Regions from separate parts of the Zea mays genome. Here all the other regions are linked to region 3. A link is a contact called in public Hi-C data. All regions are on one chromosome and are shown on one strand. The core of a region is the stretch at or near the end of the contact, and the rest is flanking DNA. Distances in the headings are between cores, read along the strand shown. Region 1 has its middle 49 kb from the start of LOC100285107. Region 2 holds the start of LOC100216716. Region 3 holds the start of LOC103652952 (putative receptor-like protein kinase). Region 4 has its middle 9.0 kb from the start of LOC103652955.

Evidence for each region. A called contact is a pair of places that touch in the nucleus more often than the background predicts.
Region 1: a contact with region 3 is called in a Hi-C map of leaf, with 4 times the contacts expected there. The contact joins the enhancer-like site here to the promoter of LOC103652952 in region 3. A contact is called at or near these places in 7 of 25 Hi-C or Micro-C datasets (ear, endosperm, leaf and 2 more).
Region 2: a contact with region 3 is called in a Hi-C map of tassel, with 7 times the contacts expected there. The contact joins the promoter of LOC100216716 here to the promoter of LOC103652952 in region 3. A contact is called at or near these places in 6 of 25 Hi-C or Micro-C datasets (ear, leaf, root tip and 2 more).
Region 4: a Hi-C map of ear shows a contact between it and region 3, with 2.1 times the contacts expected there. The contact joins the enhancer-like site here to the promoter of LOC103652952 in region 3. A contact is called at or near these places in 2 of 25 Hi-C or Micro-C datasets (ear and tassel).

The regions. Positions count from the first base shown.
Region 1 is chr4:24,635,394-24,640,775 of Zm-B73-REFERENCE-NAM-5.0, forward strand. No RefSeq gene overlaps it. Among protein-coding and RNA genes, the nearest start is that of LOC100285107, 49 kb to the left of the region's middle. Within about 2 kb of position 2,703, at least 17 of the 20 cell types and tissues checked have an H3K27ac peak or open chromatin away from gene starts, as enhancers often do. A contact at or near this core is called in ear, endosperm, leaf and 2 more, where this site is marked.
Region 2 is chr4:25,079,509-25,085,056 of Zm-B73-REFERENCE-NAM-5.0, forward strand. LOC100216716 reads right to left here and starts at 3,619. Exons shown (of 1, transcript NM_001143121.1): 1 at 2,066-3,619. The coding sequence starts at 3,603. The coding sequence ends at 2,152. It overlaps LOC103652958 (receptor kinase-like protein Xa21), which reads right to left. Exons shown (of 3, transcript XM_008679942.3): 2 at 4,631-5,548; 3 at 3,947-4,547. The coding sequence ends at 4,156.
Region 3 is chr4:24,864,219-24,869,796 of Zm-B73-REFERENCE-NAM-5.0, forward strand. LOC103652952 (putative receptor-like protein kinase) reads right to left here and starts at 1,472. Exons shown (of 4, transcript XM_008679936.4): 1 at 1-1,472. The coding sequence starts at 1,306.
Region 4 is chr4:25,027,471-25,033,320 of Zm-B73-REFERENCE-NAM-5.0, forward strand. No RefSeq gene overlaps it. Among protein-coding and RNA genes, the nearest start is that of LOC103652955, 9.0 kb to the left of the region's middle. Within about 2 kb of position 4,526, at least 10 of the 20 cell types and tissues checked have an H3K27ac peak or open chromatin away from gene starts, as enhancers often do. A contact at or near this core is called in ear, where this site is marked.

The sequences.
Region 1 (5,382 bases), core at 1,453-3,952, 230 kb before region 3:
TCGACCGTTGGCTGGGCGCGCGGTTGGCACACCAGACAGTCTGGTGCACACCGGACAGTCTGGTGAATTATAGCCGCGACTTCCTGAGTTTTTCCCGAGAGCGGCCAGTTTGCTGAGCGCGCCAGCCTCCGCAGGCTGGTGCAAGTTTGGCTGGACTTAGCCAAACCTCTCCAATCCAATTTCTCTCATTTTGACAAGGTTCCTAGCACTTAGTAGAATAATGTTAGTACCAAAAACAATTTACTAATGCTAGAATCATACCTTGCTTTTCCATTTATATCTCTTTGACACTTAGCTTATCTTAAACAAAACAATATGTGTTAAGCATCTAATCACCAAAACATTTATAGAAATGGCCCAAGTGCACATTTCCCTTTTAAGGTGAACTTGACGAGGGGACTGGAACAGAAAGCAACCTCAGTGTTGCATTGCCACTTTCCTCCTCCACCTCGGTCACCAACTCCTCAAGACGGCGTGTTGCTGCAGCAGAGAGGTGCACGAGGCTGACCTCAGATGCAGTGCTTGGTTTTGCGACCATGAATTGGTGGGGACGAGTTTGGTGCCGCTGTCCTAGCACATCGATTGGATAGCATGGGAGGGCAAAAGGCTGGACGACACCCCATGAGAGAATCTTTTATGTCCAGTTCAATTCAAGTTTGGGCAATGCCTGAGTATGCAAGAACCTTTATACAGTCAAAAAAGTCTATCAAGGAGACCCAACGAATTGGTCCATGTTCTGCGTTCACTAACTACGACACTCGACATAGACGAACAATGTCCATGTCAGCAAAACAGAGAACACACACAGACTACTGCAACCTGATCAGCAGATGATGTGGTTGCAACCAGCGTCACAACAGAATCCGCTCAGCCGGGGACCAATGCCAGGGTTTTCAGCCACGAGAGCGCATCTGAAGATTCGAGCTAGTACAACATAGTAGCATAGCAACAAGCAAGCAAGCTTCTATATATAGTCGCTTCACGACCTGAGGGAATGGAACCTCAACCGCTCTCGTCCCCATCTCCCCAATACATAGAAGTATTCAGGCATTGGACAACAGGGGAGGGCAAAAGGTTAGACTCCAGAAATGTTAGGCTAGAGAACGTGGACTCAAGATATATTGTTTTTCTGTGCGAGCGGATGCTTACTTGCGCGAGATGGCACCCGGATCTCGGCAGGGGAGAGCGCCCAGATCTCAGCGGATCGGCGGCGGTGCCTGGATCTCGGCGGGACGGCAACAACTCTCGGCGTGAGAGAGCGCCCGGATCTCGACGGGGTAGGCGGGAGGGGAGCCGGAGCTGTGTGTGAGGGGTGTTGAATAATTAGACAATTTCCAGATTAAATTCCGAATATAAATCATGACCAAATCAGAAGAACTGAAGTAAAAAAAATCAAATTAGATGATGCGTACTGATCAGACATACTGATATATGGCGCGGGCCGGAATCAGCAGGATCGACGACGTCGAAGCAGCGGGGTTGATGATCACCAGAATCAACAGGGTCGACGACGTCAGAAGATCGCGAGCAGACGCGTGAGAACGCTTCCCAAAAACCTTATTCGCACTCTCCCGGTGTGTGGCGGTGGCGGGAGGTGAGAGCGCGAGGTTGAACGAAATATGGAGGCCTAAGCAAACAAACAAACAGTATTCGTTTACGTGTAATGTGATTACAGCTCTACGCAAACAAACAGGTGTAGCCGTATTAGTTACCTATCCATATTGAGGTCGCGTTACAAACAAGAACCAAACACCAAAGTGTTAGCGAGTAGCAATGTGATATACGTATATAGCTGGAAAACCTGGAGCATGGTCTTATGGCGTTGCCGTGAGGAGTTGCGGGATTTGAGGAAACGGCAAGCAATGATGCCGAAGAAAAGCTATGGACGGCGCCGTGGGAGCTAGCGAGCGGCCGAGATGAACACCTGTAAATGCAACGCAGAACAGCACCTGGAAGGGGTACGGTGGGGGCACCAGCACCATGAGAGATCGAGAGCCCGTCGGTTGTGATTCTGATTCACGTTCGTCGGTTCGTATGGAAGCCCAGCTGAGCTGAGCTGAGCTGAGTGAGTGCGATCCAGTTCCAGTTCCAGTCCACTCCATGCCCATCATCCCTCTCAGGCATTGTTCAGTTAAAAGGTGTTCTTCTCGGCCATCGATTATTCCACGGAAGGAAAAGGCTGGCATGGCATGTGATGGGCTGATGGCCGTCTTTCTACACAGCGTTGGACAATGATGGCTGGCCATGAGGTTTTATTACAGGAGTGTCAAGGGAGCAGAGGCAGCAGAAGAGACGGGGGGCCATGGATCATGGCAGCAGCGATGAGCGCGGCGGCCGAGTTCGAGCGAGCTGTGGCCTACGATCCACGCATGAGCGCCATGCCGTTTCCAAGTTCCGGCAGATACGGCGGTGGGTGGGATGCATGCAGAGAGCGAGCCTATTGAATTCGTTGACTCCTCAAAGTCCTCAAGCCACGTGTCGGAATTTGATGCCTCTCGGAGTTTCTGTTCATGCTACAAAAAAAAAAAAGTTTCAAGCAACAGTCTACACCTTTGTTTCGAACGAACGAACTAAGGTAAGAAAGAAAAAAAAACAGGTTTTCTTTTTCATTGATCGGGTGACTCGGGTTGTCGTGTGAGGCCCATCTCGCAGTTGTTGTTGCACCGTAGCTGTTGGCCCGTTGGATATTTCTAACTGGGCCTGTGCACTGCGCCGTGAGGCCCAACTTCTCGCCCTCCCTTTTAACTAGCCAGTCGCCGCCTCGCCGGGCACCTGACCCCTGCTTCTTCCGGCCGGTCCCTGACCCCGATGGTAGCGAATCTGAATGGCCCGACCACCTCAAGTTGTTCTCCACAGTATAGCTTTAACCAATGTTTTATTATTAAAATACACATAAACTCTTAATACATTTATATTTTTTGTAAAAGTACTTTTAAAGGTAAATCGGTACATATGACTATTAGATTTCAAAACGAAATAACAAAATGGTTATTTGTAGTCAGAGTTTTATAAGTTCGACTCAAACCTTATCCAAAACGACTTTTAGTTCGGAACTGGAGGGAGTAGTTTGGTACGTAGGGTGAAAGAAATATGTCATGTTATTTTAGTATAAATGAAGAAATCAAGCAAATAACGTTGAGGTTTTGATATCGATTTCGATATCAATCACAATATGATATCGATTTGCAGTGGAAGCGTATCGTCTTTCTTCGAAGATTCTATTTGTCTTCAATGAAACTACTACATACATAATAATGTTAGAAATTATGTTAGTTTCAAAGATAATAAACTATAGAGTAAACTCCCCTTAAAAGTGTGCTTACAAGTTTTCAATACTTGCAGGAGACATGTACTTTGAACTTTAAGGTCAAGAAACCACTTGAAAGGATAATGTCACGTGAGCATTACCTTAGGTGATACGTAAAGGTAAATTATCTACAATTTAAATTTTGATACATGTAATTCAAAACAATATCAATTAAAAATTTATGGAACTTAAACGAGATACCAATTGAAAACAGAAACATATATCGTTTGTTTAGGAATTTTAAACAACCTATGTGTCATGCTTTATTTAACATTTTAGACTATATAGGTTTTGCTCCAAGAGTATTAGTTTAAATCGAGCAATCCTACCAATAATGTTCCTAGTATATGCATGTTTATCAATTGAAAACAAATAATAATTAAAAGTATATAATATATGATATTCAATTTAATACCAATTTAAGAACATAACAATTAAAAGCAATACTAGGCATAAAGGTAAACTAGATGCTTAAATAAAGATACACATATAAAAAATATGGCATGATAAATCTAGCTACCTAAATATGGGTGGAGAGATTGGGTCCATAATTTTCACTAACCCACTTGGCAATAAACTTGATGTGATATGATGTATCCCATGATACACATCCTAATTTTGCCAAGTCTCCAAATTTTCTAAAGTCTATTGGACTTCTCACTTTCCTCTCGGGACCCAAACTTTTTTTGGTGCTCTTCATGTTTGAAATAAAATACTTCGGCACCCAAATCCGTTTGGCCCCTTTACCTTTGTTGGCTTGCTTGTTGATCTTGATGGATATCACCTTGTTATTTTTCTTTTCTTGAGCAAGTATGGTGTGGTAGCGTTTTGTTCACTTTGTTGTATAGGTGCTAGAGAGCTTGCTTGTTTGCTTCCCCCCCTTTTTCTCACCTGGTATTCGCCTTGCATTGATAAGATTTTTGGTCTTCTTTGTGGCATAACCAACAAACTCCAATTTCTTCCTCATCTAGATTCTTCACTCCCATAGTGGTGTTATCTAGATGAGTTGGGTTTGTTTGACCTTGCCCTTTTTGTCGTACAAAGTCTCATTTAGGCGAGACACTTCTTGCTTGAGCTTTTCATGTCCCTTGCGATTTTTTAGAATAGGTTTCTACACCAACATTCTTAACCAAACTTGTTTGCAAGGGTTAGAGTTAATATCAATTAAATCTAAGCAAGAAGTAGAGGCATCCTTCTTGATAATATTAGGAATTTCAATTTTAGGTGCCTTGAGGGTGTTACTGATGTTTTCTAGCTTGGTAGTTAGCTTATTATGTATGCTAATAATTTCCATTTTGCATAGCAAATTATCAATAGTATTTTCTGAGCTAGCAAACTTAGCTTTCAGTTTTTTATTCTTTTAATTAGGCTCTCATAATTAGTTGAGGATGGAGCACTAGATTCTAATGGTTCGACTTTATTAATTAGCTCAACATTAAAATTTGTAAATGATTCAAAATTTTCTAACAAACTTTTATAGTCATTTTGTGAGCTAATCAAGTTAGTTTTGAGCAGTTTTAATTGAACCTTTTGTTTTGTGCAGAACTCCTCAAAAAATTAGACGGCATACACGGCATACACACGTTCTTCTGTAGATGGTTTTTCATCATCACTACTAATATCAATATCATACTCACTAGAAGATGAATCATCAATGTTACCTCGTGCTATCATGCATTTGTGAGATGATCGTGATGATGAGTATAAAGATGGCAATGGGTAAAAACCCGCTGGGTATCACTTGTCCAAACCTATACCCATGAAGAAAAAATGCGCCCGTTAAAAAACCCACACCCATGACGGGTATAAAATTTTGCCCAAACCCATGCCCATGCGGGTTTCGGGTACCCAACGGGTTTCCCATACCCACTAACATCAACATAAAAATAATTCATTATATAAATGATAGTCAATATATTAATAAGTTAGGATAAAAGAAATAAGTGATAACTATTTTTTAGCTTAAACTTTGTAACATGGAGTTTATTTCACTTAGAACATATTTAATTAATAATATTAGGAGACATATTTGTAAAATATGTTGATTTTAAGGCGGGTTTTAAAAACCTGTGGCT
Region 2 (5,548 bases), core at 2,369-4,868, 220 kb after region 3:
TCTATTTTTACTTTTTTTGCTATAGAGAGAGCGTGTATGATGACGAAGGAAACTTATTGGATGAGAAGCCCATATAGATGCTCGTGAAGTGGAAAGAAAAAAGATATATACACCATGCGAAACAAGGTAAACGATTTGATTCAACAAGCAAGGAGTTCAAAAGAAGGCATGGAATTCTTATTTGCAAGCATCATGAACATACAAGATTCTCCTGGTAGCATTGTACCTAACACAGGGCAAACTAGAAGAGAAGAATATGAGAGTTTTATTAGTTGCCAAATTCCAAAAACGTCGCTAGATACATCAACAACAAATGGGCTTATACAATCCTAACCATTATATGGTATGCCGGAGAACTCATACCTAGGTAAACCGCCACCTCCACCACATCTAATGGATGAAGTAGGGCCTCTGGGCATGGCCGAACTGTCCATCACCCTAGCTGGAGCATCCGGTGACCCATCGCAGACTGTCTGGTGTCCAATACACAGAGTGGCACCATAATGATAACACAACAATATTCTACACCACACCAGCACTACCCTCTCCTACCTTCGGCCCATAAGAGCCAAAGCATTCTAGCACCTAGGTCGGAGTACAAAGGTCGATGCAGGGCTTCGAGGCGGGGTTCGATCGTGGTGGGCTCGATCTGCGCAAAACCACAACAATAGTGAGCTAAAAATGTGTCAATGGTGACCTAACGAGCACGCAACGATAGGGATTGGGCTACAAAACTTACTGGGGATTCCTTTGACTCCATTGACTATCTGGTGTGGAACGAGTGGTGAACAAGGGTGGTGGTCCAACTGCAATGATGGTGGTAACCAGGAACGGATGAGTCGGTGATCTATGATGTGTTTTGGGTGCAGGTTTCAAAGGCAGCTTTTACGTAGTGAATCTCAGCGGCGGTGACAGGATGCAGGCGCGAGAACACGTCAGCAACCGGTACGGCGACAACGGTGGCACGAGTAGAGGGCGGAGATGCAACCTGACAACGTTGATGAGCAAGAGTGGGGGCTCGATCACGATGCAGGCGCAAGAACGCGTCAGCAACAGGTACGGCGACAACGGTGGCACGAGCAAAGGGCGGAGATGCAACCACACAACGTTGATGAGCAAGGGTGGGGGCTCGATCACGATACAGGGCGGTGGTATTTATAGAGAAAGGGCATGGGCGCAGGGGTGGCCAAACTACTCGCAAACGTTGGGGAGCGTTGCGGTGTCGTGCTCCTGTCCGCGTGGGAACGACGGCTGGAGACTAGGGCCAAAGCCGACAGTGGGACCGGGGTGTCAGCGAGAGCCGAATCAGCTGCATCTCCGAACGATCCAATGCACCGGTGGGAGGTTCAGGTCTAGGCTACTCTAGAGATGATGCGTGGCTAGGGCGCGGTGCCGCGCGCGCGGACATCACTGTGCTAGAGCGGAAACAGAGGAATAAAAAAAAGAAATGTTTCCTTTCGGAAGATTTTTTGGGTTGAGCTTAAAAATGATTTTTGAAGGGGAAATTTGGATCCATACCATTAAAAGATCACCACTTTAGATCCATACCATTACTATCTCACTTACATGTGGGTCCACATGAGTCAATGACATGTGGGGTCCATGGTATATATCTAAAGTTTGGATCTTTTAATGGTATAGATCCAATTGTTCCTTTTTGAAAACATGCAAATAATCAAAGTAGCAACCAAAAACTCATGTCCCTATATTCATTTTAGTGTTTTTGTTGCTCCAAGGTAAAGACTTTAAAGAAATTTTGGTACTGAGAAAACTAAGGTGTTACTCACTCTGTTTTTTATTTGTTGCTTTTTAGTTTAAAAATGAACTAGCCGACGTCAAAGTATTTAAGAATAGAGTTCTGCATATAAAATGCAAAACCACTTTTTTATAGCCGCTCAGACTTCAAGCCTACATGAATAGAAGACGAAGCCTACCACTTGATTTTTTGGTAATTTTTTTCTTCGGTTCGTGACTTCGTGTTAGCCTGCAGATGTGTGGGGTGGTTTTACTTCCCCAGAGAATTTTTTTCGCGTGGCTACCAGCTAACACTCGAGAGATTCTCTTTGAAGCTGGCGAGAACGATAGTACCACACGAATTTCAACAGTAGTGTTTGCCACCAGTGCCTTTCATTGTCTTTTCCTTGCTCTTGCTCACGTGCTCGACTCCAGCAAGACTGCAAGAGCTGTGTCCTCGTGCTCCCCCTTTTTCCGCGCGACCTCAACGACGTGGCGAACCAAGTCCCTCACATCGGTGTCCGACGACCCACCCTTCGCCATTGCGGCCCTCATCTGTTGCCCGAGCTCCTTGGCCCTCGCCCGCCTCGCCGCGCCCGCGGGGCCCTCGTCCATGAGGTCGGTGACCGCCCTGTCGACGCCGTCCCTCCAGACCTGCACCTCCAGCACCTCCCCTGGCTTAACGACCGTCACGTGCGTCGCCGGCACCTTGGCGCCGGAGCGGACGCCGGTGCCGAGCACGTCCACGATCAACGCCTCGTTCAGGAACTGGTCGACGAACTGCGGCCAGGTCATGAGCGGCACGCCGTAGCAGAGGCTCTCCAGGATGGAGTTCCAGCCGCAGTGCGTCAGGAAGCCGCCCGCGGCAGGGTGCGACAGGATGGTCATCTGCGGCGCCCACCCACGGACGACGAGGCCCCGGTCCTTCACGCGCTCCTCGAACTCCGCGTCGAGGGCGGGCGCCGTCTCCTTGGCCGACCAGATGAACGGCCGGCGCGACGCCTCCAGTCCGGCGGCGAGCTCGGCGACCTGAGCCGGGAACAGACGGGCGATGCTACCGAAGCTGATGTAGAGCACGGACGCCGCCGGCCGCGCGTCAAGCCAGGACACGATTCGGTCGGCGTCCACCGCCGCGCGGTTGCCTCTCCCGGCCATCGCGCCGGCGTCGGAGTCGGAACTGAGGAGGCACAGCGGCCCGACCACCCAAATCTTCTTGCCGAGCTCCGAAGCGAGGCGCTCCACGAACGCGCCCTCCAGGGCGGCGCACGTGTTGAACAGTATCCCGTCGGCGGTGGCCTCGGCATCGAGCGTGTCACGCCGGAACCTCTCCATGCCTGCAGGCCACTGGAAGAGCCCTTGCGCCGTCGCCCTGCTCACCACGGCGCGTACGGGGAACTCCGGCACCTCGAACGGTTCGAAGTCGTCGTCGTCGTCGGCGCGGTCGTAGAGGCCGCGCTTTTCGAGGATGTGCGCGGCGAGGATGTAGAACGCGGACGGGAAATGGACCACGAACCGAAGGATGCCGTGCCGCCGCGTGACGCTGGCAGTCCACGGCATGCACGAGTCGGAGACGAGGCAGTCCGGCAGCCGGGGCAGCGAGCGGAGGTACGCCTCGAGCGGCTCGGCGAGCAGCCACACGGCATCGTAGAACGGGATGATGAGGGAGATGTCGTCCAGCATGTCGACCCTCTCGCAGCCCGCGGCGAGGCCGAGCGCTGGCCCCGGGAACGCGAGCTCGGCGAAGTTGATGGTGAGCCCCGCCCGCGCGGCCTGCTCCAGGAAGGCCCTGTTGCGCGCGGCGTTGATGGGCGTCAGCACCACCGTGGCACGAGCGCCGTGGCTGGCGATGAGGCGCGCCAGGTCCAGCATGGGGAGCAAGTGGCCCTGCGCCAGCATCGGCACGAGCACGAAGTGCGGCGCTGCTGCAGCCATGGCACTAGAACTGACGTGGCTTTCTCACAGTTCTATTCTATAGAGCACATACGGTACAGTCTGTACAGGCGTTGGTATATTCTAGTGAGCCATGTATGACGTGGACATGAATCAAGGATGATAAATGTGTAAGCGTAACGTACGGCGAGTGTTGGAGGACATGCAAATGAAATCACTGCGACGGTGACACTCAGCGTGGTCGGAACCAGTCATTTCAGCTGGATGTTGTCCACCACTCATTGCCTGTTGGAGGACACAAAAAGACAGGAAACGGGAAGTATACGCCTCCAGACCGCAGTTCCATGCATTTTCTTCATTTCAATAAAGACACAAATACATAGCTGCAATGAAACCAAAGTTCTAATGAAAACAAAATAGTCTCGGCAATGCTGGGGGCAGGGCACCAAGCCAGTTCAGCAGCATACTGTATGTCTAAAATACATAAATAGAGTGCAAAACTTGTCCCCTATCAGTTACATATATGATCACTTAATTGTTTGCCCTTGTTAGGTCTGCGAGATAGCAGTCCCTTATCTTGCGCATCTCGGCTGCGGCATCACCCATGGGCTTTCTCTCTGATGGTGTTAGCTTGGTGCAGGACAGCGCGAGCTTAGTGACAGAAGCTATGGCGTTCTCAATCTCTTCCCCTCCAACGCTTCTGTGTCGCGGCTTTCTTGCGAACCTCTCATCAGTGGACAGCAGTACTGGATCAACGATGTCCATCAGCTTCTCTGGAAACGCTATCTCCACGAAGCCCTGTAAGGTCAATCCGTCCTCAAACATGGCGTCGGTGGGGGCCTTCCCTGTGAACATCTCAAGGAGCGTGACTCCAAAGCTGAAGACATCTCCGCACGAGGAGACCTGGCGGCACTCCCCGTATTCTGAAGTGCAAGAACAAGAAGAAGAAAAAATGTCAATATGCTCAACCAGTAAGAGAAGGATACAGCTACATATTTTCAGTTACCTGGAGGCACATATCCAACTGTTCCTCTTATTCCGGTGAAGGTACTCGAATTGGTCACAGGATCACCATCTGAATCTGAAAGAATCTTTGCAATGCCGAAGTCTCCAACACAGGCAACAAAGTCCGCGTTAAGAAGAACGTTGCCCGGCTTCAGGTCGCAGTGGACTATTGGGGGCTCGCAGTTGTTATGCAAATAGTCCATAGCGTCGGCGACATTGACAGCAATGTTCAATCTCTGCAGTAGCGTCAGGCCTGGTACACGTCCGGACGCATCTGAATCAGGATCAAGGTCATGTAGCCACTTGTCAAGGCTCTGGTTCGGCATGAACTCGAACACGATGGCTTTGAAATTATTCTGCTCCGAGTCAGTGCTAGAGCAGCAGGTTATGACGCTGATCAAGTTGCGGTGGCGGATCTTCCTAAGAGCTTCACACTCGACCACAAAGCTTTTGGAGGAACCTGACTGCTGCAGATCAAAAACCTTAACAGCTACTTGAGTTTCTACGTTTGTCAGCGACAGTGTGCCCTTATATACGGACCCGTATCTTCCTCTCCCAATCAAATTGCCATCAGAAAAGCCATTAGTTCCTCGGAACAGCTCGGCATAAGAAACTTTAGGATATTTATCATCCAACAAAGAGACGGCTGCCCCTGCCATTGCTGTAGCACGAGGTCCCTTTTTCCTTCTCCAATAGAAGGAGAGAAGCACCAGCATCACACAAAAAAGGCTCCCAGTAGAGATTATGATTACGAGAACTACACGACTTTTCATGTCCCTATGCTTCCTGGAATGGACTGGACAGGCAGGCAGATGTAGTTCCTGCACACCGCCACACAGCCTATCGTTACCAACAAACAAGAACCCCGTCGATTTGGCAAACACGCCTTGCATAGGAACTTGGCCACTGAGATGGTTGA
Region 3 (5,578 bases), core at 222-2,721:
ACCGGTTCCCCTGCAACGCCAACTTCGTGAGGTTCTTCATGTTCCCAATCCCTGCTGGGATGGTGCCGTTGAGGAGGTTGGATTCGAGGCCCAACGTTGTGAGCCCGATGAGGTCGCCGATGGCCGGTGGGATTGACCCGGAGATGCGGTTTTTCCCTAGGTTCAGTGCTTGAATCTCCCTCGGGAGGCGGGCAATGGAGCCTGGCAACTGGCCACCGAGCTTGTTGTCGTCAAGGGCGAGGACCTGCAGGCTGCCGCAGTTGGTAAGATGGTCCAGGAACTCCCAGCCTTGCTCGTCGCTCGCCGTCAGCTGGTTGCCCGACATGTACAGCCACTGTGGGCAGAGCATGCCGATCTCGGGAGGCACCTGCCCAGTGAAGCTGTTGTTTGCTAGGACGATAGACGTCAGACTGGAGGCCTTGCCAAGCGCCGCGGGGATGGGGCCCGTCAGGCTGTTGCCGCCGAGGTACAGGGATCTGAGATTGGCCATGCGCGCGCCGGCGTAGGGCGGGAGGACGCCACGGAACGCGTTGTTGGTGAGGACAAGAAACTGGAGCGACGACATGTTGAAGAAGCCTGGCGGGATCTCCCCTTCCAGCAGGTTCTGGTACGCGCTGAACGTCTGGAGGGATGGAAGTTCCGCGAGGCCAGCGGGCAGGCTGCCTCGCAGGCAGTTCTCGTCGAGCCTGAGGGCCTGCAGCCCCGTGAGGCTGCCGAGCGACGGCGGGATCTCGCCGGACAGCGCGTTCTGGTGCAGGTACAGGTAGGTGAGGTTGGGGAGCGCGCCGAGCCACGCGGGGATGGCGCCGGTGAGGCTGTTGTTGTTGAGGTACAGGAATTGGAGGCCGGTGCAGCCGCGGAGGCTGTCCGGGATCTCTCCGCTGATGCCGCCGTTGTCGCAGAGGCTGAGGTACCGCAGGCGCCGCAGCCCGCCGATGCTCGCTGGGATGCGCCCGGAGAGCTGGTTCTTCTCGAGGACGAGGTACTCGAGGTACGTGAGGTTGCCGACGGCCGCGGAGACCGTGCCGGTGAGCCCCAGGCCGGAGACGTTCAGCGACGTGACGTGCCCGTCGTCCGTGCACGCCACGCCGGGCCACTGGCAGAAGTGCAACGTGCCGTTCCACGACTGCAGCGCACCGGACAACGACGCGTCCGACACGCTGGCCCTGAACGCCCGCAGCGCGTCCCGCTCGATGTCGGAGTCGGAGTCGGACCGCTGCGCGCCTGCCGTTAGCAGGAACATGGTAAGCGACAGCAGCAGATGCAGTGCGTGCGGCGCAGCCGGTTGCGCTTGCGCCGCCGCCATGCTCGTCACGGCCTTGTGTGAGACTGCGTGGTTTCTCCCTTTTCGTGTGTGCTAATGGATGGCAAGGCGTCCAGGCTTATAAAGGGTGTTGCCGCGGGAAACTGCAACTGCTGATTAGTGCAAACAGAGAGCATGCTTGGATGGTGTCTGCTCTGGTTTCAGAGTTGTGCCGAACGGTCCTGCAAAAACTCGTCAATTTAGGCTGCTGACATCGCGGTACACTTGTCTTGACAGCGATCATTACGTGCGTAGACTTAACTGTGAGTGACTTCTGCCACATGAGTAGAGCTAGACTGTTCTTGGTGTTTGCCTTGACCATTTCCCTTCTTGGTGATTGATTATACCAGCCAATTCAAACACAGTATGTCACCGACACCGAGCCGGCATGGACTAAAACCGAACGCCGAGTTGATGATGGCGGCGGGAATTCGGTTCTGATGACATCGTCCTTTGATCGTTCTCGCCTTCATGCTGACTTTGCATAATTGTGCTGTCGTTTCCTCAGCAGGGATTATCACCGCTGCTCAGGCAATTCCATTGGTCCCACCATTAAAATTACGATTAAGAAACATGCAAGTGCATTGTGACGTGTTTACGCCAGTAAATAATGGGCAATTTCCATTGGGGTTAAAATGAATAATGAAGTTGGTCCTTTCTTTAATGTTCACAAGAACATCCGACAAGGTGACCTCCTTTCTTCGATTCTTTTTAATATAGTTGTGTATATGTTGGTTGTTGGAGACTTGTTCTCAAATGCTATGAATTAAGAACAAGACAACATAAAATGTTAAACGTTAATGTCCTTCGTCCGTTGAAGCATTATCTCCCTTAGGATATAATGAACTTCGGGCGAAGACCATAAGCAAAATATCACGAAGATCTTACCTTCGTGATTAGCTCTATAGAACGATGTAATGCTAATATATGGAAAATTAAAGAAATTCATATTAAAGACAGATATTATTAAACATATATTTTATTATACGAACTTGAATGTTAAAACATAATATTCAAGTACATTTATACCTTTGCCTTGATAAAGAACAATAATTCCAGTGTGAAGCGTCAATGATTACAGGATCGCGTGAACAGTAAATGAGTACTGTTCATCTATTTATAGGCACAGGACGCAGCCTGTGTGAAATTACAATCATGTCCCTTACAAAGTATTACAGTTATGACTCAGACCCTTATGGACTAAGAAGTCATTTCATCTTTAAGTCGGTTCGAACCTTCGTCTTCATATATATTATAGTACCGAAGCTTCATGAGTGGTAGCTTCGGCACTGCGTTTTGCCGAAAAGTGTTTGTTCCTGCAGGACCTTCGGCGACGAAGCATGGCCCCAACAGTAGCCCCTTCGCGGTGCTAGATCGTTTTTCGTAACGAGCTTGATCCGTGAAAAAGTCTCTTAGGCTTCGGAAAGACGAAGGTCCGAAAAACACCTTCCCTGAGCTCGTTGCCGGGAAACGATAAAAAATTTCCGAGCGCAGAATGGTCCCACCATGCAGATTCACCTTCTCGGGTTTTGTGGCCCACCGTTCAGTGGGCGCGAGCGACTGTTCGTCCGGTGTAGGAAACTTGACGATTTACCTTCTTACCTGCAGCACTATATAAACAGACGAGTAGGTGTGAAGTTACCACAGCATTCATTGCTATTGCACTGTTTTGCTGCCAGGAATTTAACCATAGCCGAAGCTTGACCCTTGCGCTTAAACAAAGCACCACCTCGGAGTCTGCTTCGTCACAAGAAGAGCTTCGGAAAAAGGTCATCAATTTGAAAAAACTTCTAGAAGTTCATAATCAAATGGCTAGAGTGCGCTCCACTGCCAGGGTTGAACGTGAGAGAGATGAGACCAAAGCCACTGAAACCGTTCCAATTTCCGAAGCAATGAGGCGGTCTGGGCTGGCAACATCAGGGGATACATCTGCAGCCGAAGCAAAACAAGCTGACGTTGAAGAAGATGAATTTGAAGATGAGTATGGTGCAACGCCATCTAAACCCAGCCACTTAGAGTTTGGGAAGTCTACTATTACCGAAGGTGATATGGCTAAGTTATTGAAGCTAGGCTATTTTAGCGAAGACAAAAAGGAGTTGATTCGCTTCGGGGGAGAGGAAATTACCCCGAAGCCAGAAAAAGATGAGGTGGTGGTTTTTAAGAGCTTCTTCAAAGCGGGGTTAAGGTTTCCCCTGCATGGGATGATTGCAGATGTTTTAGAGAGATTTGGGATTCACCTTCATCAGTTAACTCCTAACGCCATTGTTAGGCTAAGTGTTTACATCTGGGCACTCCGAAGCCAAGAGGCAGAGCCACCTGCCGAAGGTTTTTGCCGGGCACACGAGCTTCATTACCAAACAAAAGCTAGAGAAGATGGGTTGCATGATAATTTTGGCTGCTACAATTTTGCATATCGGAAAGATGTCAAGTATCCAGTTATCAGCTATCGTACAAAATGGCGAGCTGGCTGGAAGAGTGAGTGGTTTTATGTCAAAGTAGATGAGAAGAAGGAGAAACTAGTTCAGAGCCCTTTGAGTTTAACCTTCGGAGAAACTAGACCCAAATGTGTCATGTCTCCAGATAGTCCATGTCAGATTGCACTGGGCGAATTTCGGGTTGTTGCAGAGCACATTGGCACCAGGGATCTGGTCCAAGAATTCTTAGCCTTCAGAGTATTCCCAACTTTGAGGGAATGGGACATGCCGAAGCTGAAAGGGGAGAAGAATAAGAAAGAGCTTGTTAGGCTACCTTATTATTACAAGTTTAAAAAACATTTTAAAGCGCCTTGCCAAGAGTGGTTGGACACAATTGAGGTTATGTGCAACGAAATCCTTGACAACTATTCTAAGAAAGAAGATCAGTTAATGACTGCGGCCTTCGGTACTCGTCCGAAGCGAAGAATGAATCGGGTGATGGATGTTTTGAATTTTGATTATCCTGACTATGAACAATTGGGCAAAGTTGCCGAAGGCCAGAAAAGAAAAAGAGTCGCCAACGCCCTTGACAAAGAAACTACTACTAAATTGGCTAAAAAGAACAAACAAATTTCTGAGAAAAGAAAACTGAGTCCTGAGCCGAAGATAGCTACTTCAAAGAAAAGGAAAGCTACGGCTCAAGAACCAAAAACGTCGGGCCATGAGGAAGAAGCTCCTGCGACGCCTTCTGCTGCCAATGTGGAAGAAATTCTAAAGGTAATGACTGAACCTTTTCCTATCAAGCTAAGTCCACTGGCGCCACAACTGACGAAGCTTTTTAAGAAGGAAAAGGAGCCTTCGGCAACGGAAAGTCCTGCTAAGCTGAAAAAACGAAGAATTATCCAAGTGGCCGATGTTATTCATCAGACACCACCGCCGGCATCAGCGTCAAAAATACCAATTGCTGAAGACGCTGGCGCTACCAAAGCTGAAGCCGCTGAAGCCGAAACCGCCGAAGCCTCTGATCTAGAAACCACTCTTGGTGATATTGATAACATGCTTCTAAAAATGGCCGAGGAAGAAGCTGCTGCGGCCGCGGTGGACACAACAATTGAGAAAGGAAAAGAACAAATTGAAGATGCTTCGGAAGAGGAAAACTTCAATTTTCAAGATATACTAGGGCAAGAGTTATCAGAAACTGAAAAGGAGGAACTGAAGAAATATGTTGTATCCTGTGGGTACAAACCAGGGGCTTTGCTGTTTGGCGGAGTCAATGAAGGGAAATTGAGGTGCCTTCGGAATCGAACCGAGGCAAAGGTCGTTTGGACTTTCTCGAAGAATGTTGGTCTGCCGAAGATTGAGGCGGACCTCTGCAGGTACCGGCGACAGCATATCGCCGGTAGCCTATTCTATGCTAATTTTAAGGTAAAACTCTTAACTTTTTTTTTATTTTTTGAATTAAGATGTTTTCTGACGAAGGTTGTTTTGACAGAGTATATTATTAAGTAAAGTGCTGAGGATGCAACAAGATCTCGAAGACGAGAAAAACGAAGCTACAATTAAAGATCTGGAAAATAAAGTCAAAGAACACGAAGCTGCTTTGGAGAAAAAGGACTTCGTCATCCACTCTATGGAGGGTTCGCTGGCAGAAGCTCAAGCCGAAATTGACAGATTAAACAACGAATTACTCATGAAATCAGAAAAATCTAAGAAAGAAAAGAAAAATCTTGAAACGAATCTCAAAACCGAAATTGAGAAGAATTCAAGTTTGCAGAAATCATTGAAAGAGCTTCAGGATAAATGTTTAGACTTCGGCAACCGATGCGTGCAGCGGCTGAAGGATGTCTTTCACTCAATTGGA
Region 4 (5,850 bases), core at 3,276-5,775, 170 kb after region 3:
TCCGGTGAATTATAGCGCGAGTGCCTCTGGAAATTCCCGAAGGTAGTGAGTTTGCGTAGGAGTCCTCTGGTGCACCGGACACTGTCCGGTGGTGCACCGGACACTGTCCGGTGTACACCGGACAGTCCGGTGCTCCCAGACCAGAGGGCCTTCGGTTGCCTCTTTGCTCCTTTGTTGAATCCAAAACTTGGTCTTTTATTGGCTAAATGTGAACTTTTTACACCTGTATAATCTATACACTTGGGCAAACTAGTTAGTCCAATTGTTTGTGTTGGGCAATTCAACCACCAAAATTATTTAGGAACTAGGTGTAAGCCTAATTCCCTTTCAACTCCGCTTCGCCCGACCCCAGGGCTCGGACTCAGCCCTGGCATCAGCCGACGATCTCCGCCTCGCCCGACCCAGGGGCTCGGATTTGACCTCGGCCTTGGAAGACAGACTCGACCTCAACCTCGTAGGAGCCTCCACCTCGCCCAACCCAGGGCACGGACCGACCACATCAACAGGAGGCGTCATCATTACCCTGCCCCAAGCTGACTCAGGCTACGGGGAACAAGACCGACGTCCCATCTGGCTCGCTCCACTATACGAGTAATGATGGCGTCCCGCACGCTCTATGACGACGGCGGCTCTCAGCCCCCTTACGGAAGCAAGAGGATGTCAGCAAGGACTCGACAGCCCCGACAGCTGTCCTTCCGCTAGGCTCCGGCGCTCCTCTGACGGCCACGACATCACACGAACCGGGTGCCAAAACCTCTCCGGCTGCCACGATGGCATGTACTTAGGGCGCTAGCTCTCCTCCGCTAGACACGTTAGCACACTGCTACACCCCCATTGTACACCTAGATCCTTTCCTTACGCCTATAAAAGGAAGATCCAGGGCCCTCTTACGAGGGTTGGCCGCGCGGGGAAGGACGGGACGGCGCTCGCGTGAGGCCGCTCGCTCCCTCCCGCGTGGACGCTTGTAACCCCCTACTGCAAGCGCACCCGATCTAGGTGCGGGACAAACACGAAGGCCGCAGGATTTCACCTCTCACGCCTGTCTCCCTCCGGCTTCTTCCCCCCTTCGCGCTCCGTCTCGCGCCGACCCATCTGGGCTAGGGCACGCGGCGATAATTTACTCGTCGGTCCAGGGACCCCCCGGGTTCGAAACGCCGACAGTACTAGAGCTAATAGTTAGCTGCTAAAATTAGTTAAAGACATCCAAACAGTTTAGCTAATAGTTCAGCTATTAGCTATTTTAGCAATTTAGCTAATTAATAGCTAGCTATTTGTTAGCTAATTGGTAGTTGACTAAAAAAATTGCTAGTGAAATTAGCTAGCTAACTATTAGAGCTAGTTTAAGAGCCATAAAACCGAAGGGCATTAGAGTGGATAGATTTCCTTTTTTATTCAATTTTAGGATTGGAGGGGATAGATTCTCCTTTTTATCAATTTTGAATAAGATGGAGAATCTAGCCCTCCATTTTTCTCCTGTTTTTATTTAATTTTAAATAAGAAGGGAAACGACCATGCAACCATGTAGCCAAACAATGCTTCCACATATCTTAGCTCAAGCAAAACAGCAACCAAACAAGACTATTGCACGTACTCAGTCTGTCTCTCACCAGAATGGGAAACAAACCAATCAGGCCCTCCATTGCTTCGGCCATGAGAAAAGTGGCTACAAAGAGGTGATGAATTGGGTGTTGCTGAACTCTTCAACTTGGGTACATGCTACTATGCTAGTTACAGATGCCACCTACCGCTGTCTCCAGTAGATAAGGTAAAACAGGAGACGCAGAACTGTAGATAACATTGTTTGACACTGTTTAGAGAGTGAAGTTTGAAATAGGGAATGAGATAGAGGATAAGATATGAAAGATCTGCTGGAGATAGCCAAACTATATGCTCCTGCAAGTGACATGGAGCCAACGTTACCCATCCCGTTTTTTAACCGAATTTCGTCTGTTTCCCAAAATGGAAAATAAATGATTTCACATTTCCTGAACGGTTTACGCTTTTAAATTAAAAAATTTGAATTTCACATTTCCCGGTCGAATTCCATCGTTTTCCGTCCGAATTTCGGTTTTTTTACCGGGAAATGTATTTTAGTTAGAAAAATAAATTTTTTGGTAGAGTTTGTCTATATTTTATTCAAATCATGTTGCACAATGAATAATTTGATGCCCAAAATCACATAAACCATACTTTCGCAAATAAAAACCCGTAATTTGAGTGCAACACAAAGCAATTGAAGGTTACAATCATGTCATACAATGATATAATAAGTACATCTAAAGTTTTTCATAACACAATTCTTCACACAAATTATGTATGTACCATATATTCACCCTGAAGTCATAGTATACTCGGCAAAGACCTTGAACATTTTTTGAACCAAATCCACGTTTTTTGTGGCCAGATTCAAACTCGCAACCTCTCTCTCACACATAACCTCATCTACCACTACACCCCTACGTCAATCGTGTCTATATCATGTTTTTCTTCTCCACATGTTATAACAAATCAAGTGTAAATTGATCCTTTGAGGCACTAAATGGATTCAAATGAAAAGTTGTCAACTATAAAGTTGCATAACTTTTCGAGATCTACAACTATTATTTTGACAATTTCTTCATCCATTGAAGTTTACAAAATTTGAATTTCAATTTTTTAAACTTCAAACATATTTTTATATGACAAGACGATTTCAAATAAAAAAGTTCTTAATTACAAAGTTTCGTAACATTTCAAGACATACAACTTTTATTTTGGTCATTTTTTCATGCTAGGTTGTTTGAAAATTCTAATTTTAAAATTCAAATGTAGTTTTGCGTGACAAGATGGTTTTAAACCAAAAATTTGTCAACTATAAAGTTTCATGATATTTTAAGACTTACAACTTTTGTTTTGGTGGTTTTTCCATCTGAGGTCTTTTGAAAAATTCAAATTTAAATTTTTTAAATTCTTACATAGTTTTTGTTTACAAGATAACTTTAAATCAAAACGTTGACAACTATAAAATTTTATAACGTCTCGAGATTTACAAAGTTTATTTTGGTTGTTTAATCATTTGTTCATCCAACATGTTGGTTCTGATATTATTCATAAATCTTATACATCTCACTTGTAGTTTCATAAACTAAAGAGATATAAGTCTTGTGACAAATTTACTTTTGATTTATCATATGAAGAAATGACCAAAATAAAAATTATGCATCTTGATGAGTTATACGGTAGTTGAAACTTTTTCATTTAAATTAATTTATAGCTTCAAAATGTGATTTGAAAATTCACTTTGCGTAGTGTCAAAAAACACTCGGCAAAGAAGACACTCGGTAAAGAAGTTTTTTACCGAGTGTCAAAAAAACACTAGGCAAAGAAACTTTAACCAAAATAACACTCGGTAAAAAGCTCTTTGCCGAATGTTTTTTGTTCGGCACTCGACAAAGGATTTCTTTGACAAGTGCCTGAAAAAAAACACTCGGCAAATCTCGACAAATAGCCGAATTCTGGTATTGCATATTCATGACCCTATACAAAGTTATAAAATAATATTAGGTAGATAATATAAATGGAACATTGGTAGCTAAATCTGAATTTAGGGGACTTTTTTTAGGAACCAATGGAGGTGCTCTAATATGCACACAAAAATACTCGGTGGATAACACGTACCACTAAATCAATGACCTAGAGGCTAGAACTAGCTTTAGTTCTTGATGAACGAAGAGGAGGATGCAGACGCTAAATGTCCGAGCCGTGCAATGCACGCAGCAGATCTGGCGAAACCCGCTGCTTTCTCGCTATGATTCGTGTAAAATCGAGTGAATCTCACGGATTTGTGGCCGATTCTTGTCGCCGTGGGCAGGTTGGGAGAGGAGCACAGACATTGGAAGGGCCTGAGATATGCGATTTTCAGAAGCAGAGTGGAGATTTTCAATGATGGGTTAACGGGTAAATCGAATTTATTTTCAATGCCAAAACATAATTTTTTTTTTCAGAAGCAGACTGAAGCCCGGCCCGTTTTGGTCTGCCCGCTAGGCACGATTAGAAAACCGGGCCGAGCCATTTAAACCTGCAGGCTCGTTTCCCTGTCTGAGTCCGGCCCGCAGCGGGCCTAAACGAATCAGGCTGGCCCGGTAAGCACGGAAAAAACGGACCGAAAAACGAGCTAAGCGGGCCGATAAGCACGATTTAGTGAAAAAAGCGGGCTTAACATGCTTAGAGATAAACGGGTCGTGCCGGGTCAGCCCATCGTGTTTAGTTTCCTGTCCGAGACCAACTCGTTTATTCTTGTCGGGCCGGTTCGGACCCGTATAGAACCGGTCCATGCCGGGCTCAGATCGTGCCCAAACAGTGGGCTTCATGCCGGACTTACGGACCTCGTGCTTATTGATCATCTATAGTTGCATCCTTAGAGCATAGCACAAGTAAATACAGTCAACCAAACTTAGTCATTAAGACACCATGAGTGAGAAGAGGCCCGGGGTTGCAGCTTTGCTGCTACGGACTCTAGAGGGATGATGGGGAGACCGCCTTGCTCGTGCTCTAGTAGATCCAGAATAGCTGGGGGCCCGAACTTCTGCTAGCGGTGGAGACGACAAGCGAGGCGTCTTCAGCCGGCCAATGGTAACAGTTGTCTTGGTGTTTTCTTTGTCTTTTCTTCTTCAAAGCGTTTCTCCAATTATCTACTACTAGAGTATAGTTGTTTCTATTGGGTCCTGCACTAACTCTAACTTTCAACCTTTTATATGACTTTCTCATGACTAACTAGGCAGCGGCCAATCGTTCGTGGACTGCCTGGAGACTGGAGTGATATAAGATAGCCATGGATCACGTCGACATCGTCCACTATAGATTGGACTGCCATGCCATGGACATACATGGTCAGCAGTCAGCACTCAGCAGCTAGCCGATCGATCAACGCTGAGCAATAAATAAGCACCGTTCTATTGACCAGTGAGGTTCAGTTCAGCTGCAAATGACGAGTCCAAGGTCGTCGCTCTGCAGCTAGCACACGACAGAACAAAAAAAAATCACGTCAGCATCTTGCCTTGATTCCAGTGAAAGCCAAACCTTTCTGGATTTCGGCAAGTTAACGCGCATTATTATCCTCGGGAAACCAAAACCACACATTGCAAAATTGACCTCAGGCCCGCCGCGCCAGACTGAAACGATGTTGTTATAACAAACTGATAAAACCCTGTCGCTTGGATCTTTTTTCCCGTCTTTCCTGTAAGCCTATTTTAGATACTCTAATAATGAAAGAAATTAAAGTAGATTGAAATATATAGTGGTAGTTTTTGATTTATTGGAGATTTATACACTCTTCAATCCCTTCAAACTATTTCTCAATACTAGAGTATCCAAACAAGGCCGTAGACGACACATCCCTGTCGAACGGATACGCTGGGCGATCATCGGCGGTGCCCGTTCACCTCCGACATAGCCGATCCATGTGGAAGAGGTGAACGGGGCGCTGAAGGTTGCGGCACAAAAAACAATAATAATAATGTTTGTGTCTAGTCTCAATATCACACCAATTAACTAGTTCAAATATATAAGTATGATACTACATATTATAAAAGGTACCTTTCTATCATATTTTACATTTTATGTGACATCTTTGGATATTGGAGTATCTTATTTTTGACTCGGAATAGCCTAATGATCAGTACATAAAAGCTCTTCTGGCTTTCATCACTCCAAAATAAAGGCCCAGCGTAAATACATTTATATTAATGGTTTTATTAAGTGAACTGTCAGTGTAAGTCTATTTATCTTGTCGTAGTTCATGAAAATCTGCTGCCTCTTGATTTTTTTAGATACGTGTTTAGTAGCATAAAGTGTCTATAAAACTATTGTTTA